Linked DNA regions of Hordeum vulgare: region 1 is linked to region 2. A link is a contact called in public Hi-C data. All regions are on one chromosome and are shown on one strand. The core of a region is the stretch at or near the end of the contact, and the rest is flanking DNA. Distances in the headings are between cores, read along the strand shown.

What was found. Hi-C and Micro-C count contacts between places; a contact is called where the count stands out from the background.
Region 1: a Hi-C map of leaf shows a contact between it and region 2, with 3 times the contacts expected there. The contact joins two enhancer-like sites. A contact is called at or near these places in 3 of 6 Hi-C or Micro-C datasets (leaf and seedling).

What each region holds. Positions count from the first base shown.
Region 1 is chr7H:153,765,441-153,770,021 of MorexV3_pseudomolecules_assembly, reverse strand. It overlaps LOC123407201 (serine/threonine-protein kinase BLUS1), which reads right to left. Exons shown (of 21, transcript XM_045100281.1): 16 at 4,460-4,581; 17 at 4,346-4,388; 18 at 4,212-4,246; 19 at 4,033-4,094; 20 at 3,912-3,963; 21 at 3,496-3,786. The coding sequence ends at 3,715. Among protein-coding and RNA genes, the nearest start is that of LOC123411531, 4.5 kb to the left of the region's middle. Within about 2 kb of position 3,116, at least 1 of the 3 cell types and tissues checked has open chromatin away from gene starts, as enhancers often do. A contact at or near this core is called in leaf, where this site is marked.
Region 2 is chr7H:152,978,192-152,982,887 of MorexV3_pseudomolecules_assembly, reverse strand. It overlaps LOC123412491 (ubiquitin-like-specific protease 1D), which reads right to left. Exons shown (of 14, transcript XM_045105437.1): 13 at 4,519-4,626; 14 at 3,421-4,401. The coding sequence ends at 3,715. Among protein-coding and RNA genes, the nearest start is that of LOC123412492, 21 kb to the right of the region's middle. Within about 2 kb of position 2,872, at least 2 of the 3 cell types and tissues checked have open chromatin away from gene starts, as enhancers often do. A contact at or near this core is called in leaf, where this site is marked.

The DNA.
Region 1 (4,581 bases), core at 1,867-4,366, 790 kb before region 2:
GTGCTTACATTTTTAAATTTTATTTAATCGACCCAACGTTGTTCGTTCAATGTTAGAAGACGTTTTTCCCGACTATAAAAACATATGTGATGCTTTGGTACTTGCATTTTTTAAAATTTATTTAATAGATCCCGCGATGTTCGTTTAGTGTTAGAAGACGTTCTCTTCGATTACAAAAACATATGTGATGGTTTTGTCAATCTCAAAATGTCGCACAGGCTCCTATGTAGGAATAGTGTGTGCGCATGCAGATTTATAGAAATGAATGTATGTGAGCATTTGCGTTGTACCGTGTTAAAAAGAATGTTTTCAAATCTCAACCCAATCATACTTCTTCCAAGGTGCACTCTATTTTCTACGTACAAACTAAGAAGTGCACCAGCATCTTCTCTGTCCTCTCCGCCTCCTACGGACCAATTCAGATACACTATCATCGTCGGTTGTATTGTACTATGACGAATTGTTTGCTAGTGACACGGGCATTTCGATCCCCAAAACGAGTACGAGCCATCGGAGATGCCCCAGTCCCCAGAGCTGCGACGGTTCAAGTGCTTGACAGTGTGAATGTTTTGTTTAAGAGGCGTCCGCGGTTGACCGTTTCGAGCAACAAATGAACCGGCCGTGGTAAGCGAAGGCTTGGGCACTAGGCGACGCTTCTTTCTTTTTTAAAAAAATATGCTCGCAGCTTCGGTTGAACTGTCGCCCTACGCGCCGCGCCGGCGGCCGGCCGTGTCTGTTGTATACAGGAAGGATGAAGGACACGCCAGTTGAGACTTGAGAGGCGGCTCCTTCCATCCTTTCCATCAGGCTCTACATGCATCCTCCTGCCGGTACGCCACCCTGCGGATACACCAAAAACTAAAGACGCCAAGGAAAATAAAGCTGCTGGCTCCAGCGCATTCGACATGGGCTCAATGTTAACTGTGTGAAAAAATACACTAACTCTTAGTTTATTAGTTCAAATAGTATTAACTTTTTTATGATGAATGCTATTAAATTTTGTTTTTCAGTTTTTGAAATAGGGGCTTAAGCCTGTTGAAGCACCCCCTTAGATTCGCCACTGCTCATCCCTATGAACGCACACGTACAGCGTATCTCTATGAGCACCTTTTAAAGACTGAGCCGACATATCATCTTGAGACTTACGAAATCACCATAGACGTCTCGTCATCGAAGGAAACGTCTTCTTTCACTCCAAGAATAATGCAGGTACCAGAACTTAAACTCTGATGGACTGGGAATGTCACTGTCCCTCTAACCATCCAACCACAGGTTGGTTTGCACTATTACCATTTCTTAGAGCATCTTCAATGTCAACCCTAAAATAAGGCATCAAAAAATGTAAGAATATTTAGGCACCAAAAATGTTTATTTTAACGAAATTTTGATGTCTCCAACAGCTGCCCTGTAATAAGGCAGCCGTATATGCACTTTTCATCTACATGCATGCAAATAATATCAAATGTAAGTTCATCACACAAATACAACAAGCATAGAGATAAAAGTAGGGTTGTTGTTGCCCATGACATGCACATCACTCCTTTATGAGATATTTTTGACAATGATCTTGTGAATCCGCATTTCTAATGTCATGTTACACCTCAAGAAAGTGGTTGACTCGATCTTGCCTTCTAGCCGGTCGCACCCGTATTCCCGTGGGATCATATATGGTGTCATTCAAATCTTGCCCACGTTTTGTTCTCAACTATCATGGCGTGCGTGATTGTGCAGGCTGTGATGATATACCAAAGGATCTTTTGATCCCAAAACTTTATTGGTCATCGCATAATAGCAAATTGAGACTGCAAAATCTCAAATGCCCTTTTCATATCTTTCCTAGACACCACTTGAGCATTGTAAAAATAAAGTTCTTTCTTACCTATGGTTTTTCAATTGGCTTCAGGAAAGTAGCCCACCATGGAATATCTCATCCGCAGGGTAGTACCAAAAGTTGTGGGTGTGGCCATTTGCTTGGAAGGTCACCGGCGGTCTCCATTTGCTAACTCTGCAAACAGAGGCGAACGATGGAGCCCATTAAAATCATTGTGATATCCAAATATCCCAAAATATGTGTGCCATATCCATGTCTACTAATTGGCCACAACCTCAAGAATGATGGTGGCATCCTTCTTGTGTCCTTTGAACTGTCCATGCCAGAATGTAGGGCAGTTCTTCACTTTCAAGACATGCAACCGATGGAGCCAAGCATGCCTGGAAACCCACGGGGTTTGTTTATCTATAAAAGCCTCGTCATGCGTTGAGCATTGGGTGCTCTCAAATAATCCCTTTGGTCCTTTTTACTCCGCATATAAGATTTGTATGAAGTCAAACTTCATAAAGTTTGACCAATCTTATAGAAAAAAATATGAACACTCACAAATACGAAATCAATACCATTAGATGCATCATGAATTTAACTTTCATATTGCATAACTTTAGTATTGTAGATGTTTTTATTTTTTCATATATAGTCAAAATTTATGAAGTTTGTCTTCAGAAAAATTTTATATGCAGAGTAAGAAGGACCGAAGGGAGTACTCTAGAGTCTAGACCAAACACTTCGACTGTCGCCTTTGCAAATTGTTTGACATAGAAGATTGAAGTGCTTTCTCCCATGACCGAATTGTCATCAATGAAATCTGCCGAAACACCGTAGCAACCTTTTGCTCAATGCTATGTCCAAGCATTCCGGTGCAATTCCTCCTTTGCTCAATGGTTTGTCCAAGCATTCCGATGCAATTCCTTCCAGCAATTCCTCCTTTGCTCAATGGTTTGTCCAAGCATTCCGATGCAATTCCTCCGTTGCTGGAAGGATCGACCATGTTGCTTCACAGGATTGCAAATGTGAAGAAACAAGTCCATACACATCCTAAACCGGCATCAAATGTACCTCTTTAGGTAACAAAGATTCGGCCGAAAATAGTTGCACATCAATCGGTCATGTGCCTCTTCCTGTTCTCTCCATAAAAAACACATGGCCGGAAACGGAACTGCCATGCTTCAGCCTCAGTATCTTACGCATTGTCAAGATCAACGCGACATCTTCCTCCCCCTCCATGTCGTACCGCTCATCTGACACTACCATCGCAAAAAATGGAGTGATATCAACTCTACATATCAAGCACAGCCACTTGCCGATGGGAGGTCTGATCAGGACATGAATGAATCTAGACTATTCGTGGGTCACACACGAGTCAAATCCGTTTTGCCGCAGCCGCCTAAGTGATGTATATTTGCAGAACTTAATGCTTCTTTTGGGCTGCCCAAAAAAATTGCCAAAAATTTCATTATAGGGCAGCTGTTGGAGGCTGTTTTTTTGCCCCTAAATCCTATAAAAAAATGGTGCCCTATTTTAGGGCTGCTACCTGCTATTGGTGATGCTCTTAACATACTGTTGCAACACCAAGAAAAAGAAACGTTCAACCATTCCCACGCTAAAAAGAATGGAAAGGGGATAAACAAGTTCACAAAGGGTTGCTATCGAGACACTAGTAGTAGTCAAGTGAGGGAAACTAATCCTCACCGATAACACAAAGCATGCTGTACAAATCAAAAATGTATACTATAATGTGAATGAACTCGCTAATATACTTACAATTACAATTGATACACCTACCTGATTCCGAAACGTAATACAATTAATTTCGCTAACCAGGTTCAAAATTGGGGAGCTGAATTATACAACGGGGACTACAGGGAATAAATATATCATTATCATTGCTTCGTACTATGCTCTCTTCGCAACCTTTCGTCTTTTTTCGACAACCCATTGATCTGATGCTCAAGCTGTCATGCAAACGAACGAAATCAAGACTCGCAAAAAGAATTAAACAACTCATTTTCAAACATCCGCGGAAGATTGTCTTTGTTTAAACTATGCAAACCCTCAAACAAATGTCAAGACAATTTACCTGATTATTTCTCAGCTTTAATCTCTGCACTTCCTCAGCGAGTTCTGTGACACTGCAAATTTTCACAAATTCAGTCAAGTGTCCTTGAATACGGAGGACCACTCAGAGAACGGTAGTATACCTTCGCTGTAGTTGGACGACATATGACTCCAATCCCTTTTCTCTAGCAAGCGATCCAGATGACTGAACATATATAAGCACTTTGTTAAAACAATCACAAAACAGTAATTGACCTTCAAAGTTCACATGTCTTGAGGTAAAATGTCAAAAAACATATGGAAGACACTCCATCGGACACACCTGAGATGAACCAACTGTACTTGCATCGGAAGCATCTGTCAGGAAACATTTCCATTGTGAAACCAATAATATCAGTATGCAGGTCAAATTATGTCAATGAAGTTTAACATAAACAATTCTCATGATACACGTACCAGATGTTTCCTCAATTGAAGAAATCAATCTACTTAGCACTTCCTGTAAATTCAACAGATTGTAAATATGCTAACCATTTTTTGTGTTTTGAAACAATAGATGCAAAAACATACCTTCTGCATACTATTTTGCTGCATCAAGAATTGTAGTGTCGGGAGAATTGTGGATGAGTTGGAAGCTGGCCGTGTTACTCCACTTGGTAAATTTGCCCTGCTGTTGCTGCTAGCTGATGAAG
Region 2 (4,696 bases), core at 1,623-4,122:
CAGAATCAGCAAGTTGACCAGCGGAAAACAGATTCATGGTAAGTCGAGGAACATGAGCAACATCACGAACAGAATAAGAAGGAGTGGTAAGAGTGCCTCTACTAACGACAGGAAGGGGAGTACCATCAGCGGTGAGGACATGAACAGGAGAATCAAGCGATCGAAGAGAGGATAGAGTGGAAGAATTAGAAGTCATATGAAAGGAAACTCCAGAGTACATAACCCATGGGGATGTACCTGACTGTGTAGAAGGTGGTTGCTCAGTGCGGGAAGCCTCAGTCACAGAACCAGCAGTACCCGTCGAGGAAGAACCTGAAGCAGCGAGCAGACGCTTAAGTCTCAGAATATCCTGCTCAGTCAAAGTGATGGCTGAAGCTGTCGAGGCAGATGACGAAGTCGCTGTAGATGATGATCGCGCCTTGCGCAAGTGTTTCTTCTTTGTGTAGCAGTGGGACTCAATATGACCATCATTGTTGCAGTAGCCACAATGTGAACGAGGGCGACCTGAGCCGCCAGAAGGAGTGGGCAAGAGCGACGGAGCACTCGAGCGAGAAGGGGTCGGTGCAGCAGGTGGCGTAGAAAGAGTCCGAGCAGCGAGCACCGAGGGAACCTCCAGCAAACCAACACCACATAAGCGAGTCTCCTCGGCACAAATCTCAGAAAGCGCCTCCATGCGAGAATACGACCACGAGCAAACAACTGAGCACGCCGAGGCTCAAACTCCTTACGGAGCCTAGACAGGAACTCGTAGACGCGATGAAACTCCAAATCGGCCTGGACAGCCTGGCAACAGGGGCAACTACGACAACCAGCACTGTGGAGAGAATCAAGTTGGCGCCAGATAGCAGAACTCTGTGCATAGAAGTCATTAACAGTAGAGTCACCATGTTGAAGAGCATGCTCCTGACGAACCACGGAGAGGTATAAGGCATCACCAGAGGGCTCATAGTGCTGACGAAGGCGAGTCCACATCTCAAAGACAGTAGGAAGGCCCAGAAACTCAGAGGCAAACTGAGGCAAAACACTGGCAGTGAGAACAGCTGCAGAACGGTCATCATCATCAAGCCACTCGGTGTAAACAGACAAAGCACCATGATACACCTGAAGAGCCACCTCATAAGTCAAAACATTCTCATCATAAGCACGAATAGCAGCCTCATTAGCAACCTTAGCCGCGTCCTTCGCAGCCTGAGGAGCATCCGCGGGAAGAACCGGTGGAGTCGGAGGAGTGGGAGCCACAGGAGGAACCGTACGTGGCGGACAACAGACCTCGCCAAAGAGAACTCCCTAGAAACGGATGCCACGCATGTGAATGCGCATGAAGCCAGTGAACTCGGCGTAGTTAGTACCATCAAAGATCACCGAACAGCGAGGGACAGCAACATAGCCAGATGCAGTGGACATTTTTTTTTATTTTTTTAGGAAAGGAAATCAGTCAACGGGATCGAGCCGATCTGGAATCGTTCTCGAGGGCAAAAACCGCGTCGGCCGGGGCAGTGGGAACCGAGAGATCCGATCCAGGCGGTAGGTCGGGGCGGCTGGTCCCGTGGTGGCCGAGAGATCCGATCCAGGCGGTAGGTCGGGGCGGACTGGTGGCGCGTCCCTCGGACATCACGGCACGGCGCGGCGCGGATCCTGGCGGCGCGTTGCATGGCGCCGGGGAGGAGCGAGATTGGCGCCTGAAGACCTGGAACCACCGCGAGAGCAGAGTCGGATCGAGGTTGGGCGAGATCCAGGGAGCGGATTGGTGCCTGAAGACCTGGAACCGCCGCGAGAGCAGAGTCGGTTCTGGACGAGATCGAGGCTGGGACGGGGCTCCCTCCAGCGGTAGAAGAGGGGGTCCTTCTGTCACCATGACGAGACGCAGTTGGAGCGGGATTCGGAGAAGAGACAGCCACGAGTCTTCGACGGAGACAGGAGCGACGGCGGCTGGGAATTAGATCGGGAGGAGCACGAGTTGCGCGTGCTAAGAAAACCTAGGCTCTAATACCATGTTAAGCTTCATGCACTAGCCAACGCAACCAAAAGTCCGAACCGATGGAATGGACTGGTGCAATCCACATATACTGTAACACCCCCTCTCACGTGTGTTAGGAAAGCAACTTGTATTCCCATGAGGCCATAAACCGGTATATATACATGTACGGATGGTGGACTATATGCAGGAAACCCCTTATATATTTGGTTAAATACAAAAGGGTACATGACTTATATTATAACTCTAACATCTCTCACCGAGCTCTTTAGTTATGCACTTTACTTTGTGATAGCCATATTATTTCTTGTTGTATATCTTCCTATAACCTAATTGTTTATCTTGCTTAGCATAAGTTGTTGGTGCACATAGGTGAACCTGGTTGTTTTAGGTTTTGTGCTTGACAAATTAAATGTTAGTTTTATTCCGCTTTTGTTCAAGTCTAAACCGTAATTATTTTAAAGCGCCTATTCACCCCCCCCCCCCCCCTCTAGGCGACATCCACCTCCTTCCACCTGTCTCTCTCCAAAACACGGATATCAAGACTCTCTGGCGCAGGCTCACCTCGCGGCTGCAGCTGCAGATCTGTGAGACCATCGACGAGGACCAGTCCAGGTTTATCCCCGCGCACAGCATTGGTGAAAATTTCGTCCACGCCTCGAAAATGGTGTAGTGATGTTTTAAGCGGGCTGCCCCCACGCTTGTCTTCAAGTGTAACTTCGACAAAGCCTTTGACTGCATCAACTCGGCGAGTATGTGGACGATCATGCTCGCGCGGTGGTTTCCCACGCTGTGGTGTGACTGGATGGATAAAAATCTCCGGTCCTCTCACTCTACTGTGCTCCTTAACGACGTCCCGAGGAAGTGGTTCCCCCTATGTTGTGGGCTCCGGCAGGGGGATCCGATCTCCTCCTACCCCTATGCTTGGTTGTGGGCTCCGGCAGACTGAAACGCCATGGTCTTCAGGCTGGAGTCCCCTTCTTTGCTGCGACGTTGAAGGCACGCTCGTTTTTCATGAATGAAGCTGCTCAAAACGTCCTCGCTTTTCTATATCCCTGCAGATTACAAACCACAAATTTGTGTGCGTGTGTCCACTGATTAAAATCCCCAAATCCAGTTAACCTCGACTTATCTCGCCGTATCAGTCGGCACACGGATGGCTGGGCAGCCGCAAATTGCCGGCGCGTTCCTGGTCATGTCCGATCGAACTGGTTGAGGAAGGACGAGGAGGCCTAAGTCGCAAGTAGGCGAATGTGTTGTTGTGTAACTAAACAACCGTGTAGATCAACTCTTAACGCTTCAGGGCGAGATCTGGTACTTATAATCTACAAACCTGCTCATCTCCACACCTGCTTGCGCCCTTTGGCACAACACGTAAAATCCATAAGTGTTTGCAGAACTAAAGAACACGGAACATGGCAACTCGCCAACTGGCTTGAAAAACATGGTCTAATCAGAGCCTTAGATTGTGCTCTCCCAGCCTGGCTAAAAAAACTAAACAACAAATTAAGCCGACCCTGAGCGACTCATATCGTCATACACCCACCAGTTTTCCTACTGATATTTTATATACACGGAAGCTCCCGTGGATACATTAACTGTAACGTTCAGCTATGCAACACCACCCCTTCCTCAAAGTTGCCTACAGATGCAGGCTACAACACCTTCCCGGTTATAATACACAATTCCGAGCCGGTTTCTACGGGCAACGTAAGTCGCTCCAAAGGTGGTAACATCAATCAGCTGCATTCCAAAGGGTGCTCAAAACTTGTTGGTCGGTTCGAAGTGCCTTCCAAAGGTTTCTGCGCGGCCGAACTGCCGACCATATGATGTTCTTGTGTTGGTTCCATCTCAGCCAAACTGCCCGCCAAAGGATGTTCCTGCGTTGTTTCCATCTCAGCCGAACTGCCCACCAAAGGATGTTCTTGCGCTGGTGCCATCTCACCAGAACAGCCCACCAAAGGATGTTCTTGCACTGGTTCCATCTCAGCCGAACTGCCCACCAAAGGATGTTCTTGCACTGGTGTCATCTCAGACGAACTGCCCACCGAAGGATGTTCTTGCACTGGTGTCATCTCAGCCGAACTGCCCACCAAAGGATGTTCTTGCGTTGGTGACATCTCAGCAGAACTGACTTCCAAAGGGTGTTCAGACGTTGGTGTCATCTCAGCAGAACCGACTTCCAAAGGGCGTTCAGACGTTGGTGCCACCTCAGCTGAACCTGAACCGACTTCCAAAGGGTGTTCTGACGTTGCCGGCTCCATTACATTGTTTGCAGATTTAGCTTCCAAAAGCAACTGACACGCTGTCTGCTCCGATGTACTGTTGTTACTGGGATTCGCTTCCTCAAACAACTGATGAAGCAGGGTCTTCATTTTCTTTCGTAATGCAGAAGCCTCTTCAGGTTGAAACCATGTTTTGCCAAACTAACAGAAAAAAAAATAGAGAAGAAATGAGCAAGAAACATCTGCGTGCAGTTCAGTATTCTACAGTCAAAAACACATAACGTAAAGTGGTCAACACACTAACAGATAGTGGCTCACCATAGAAAGGTTTTTCTTGCGAAGCCTTTCAGGTGCCTCCTCAATGAACCGTTGCATATAGTACAGAACAAAGAGGCCACAGTCAAATTCATTTTCCTGCTGCGGAACCTGGAAAAAAATGAAGAGAGTAAGAGCTATAAGATCACAGCATGGAGAGACAAATACACCATCTATAGTG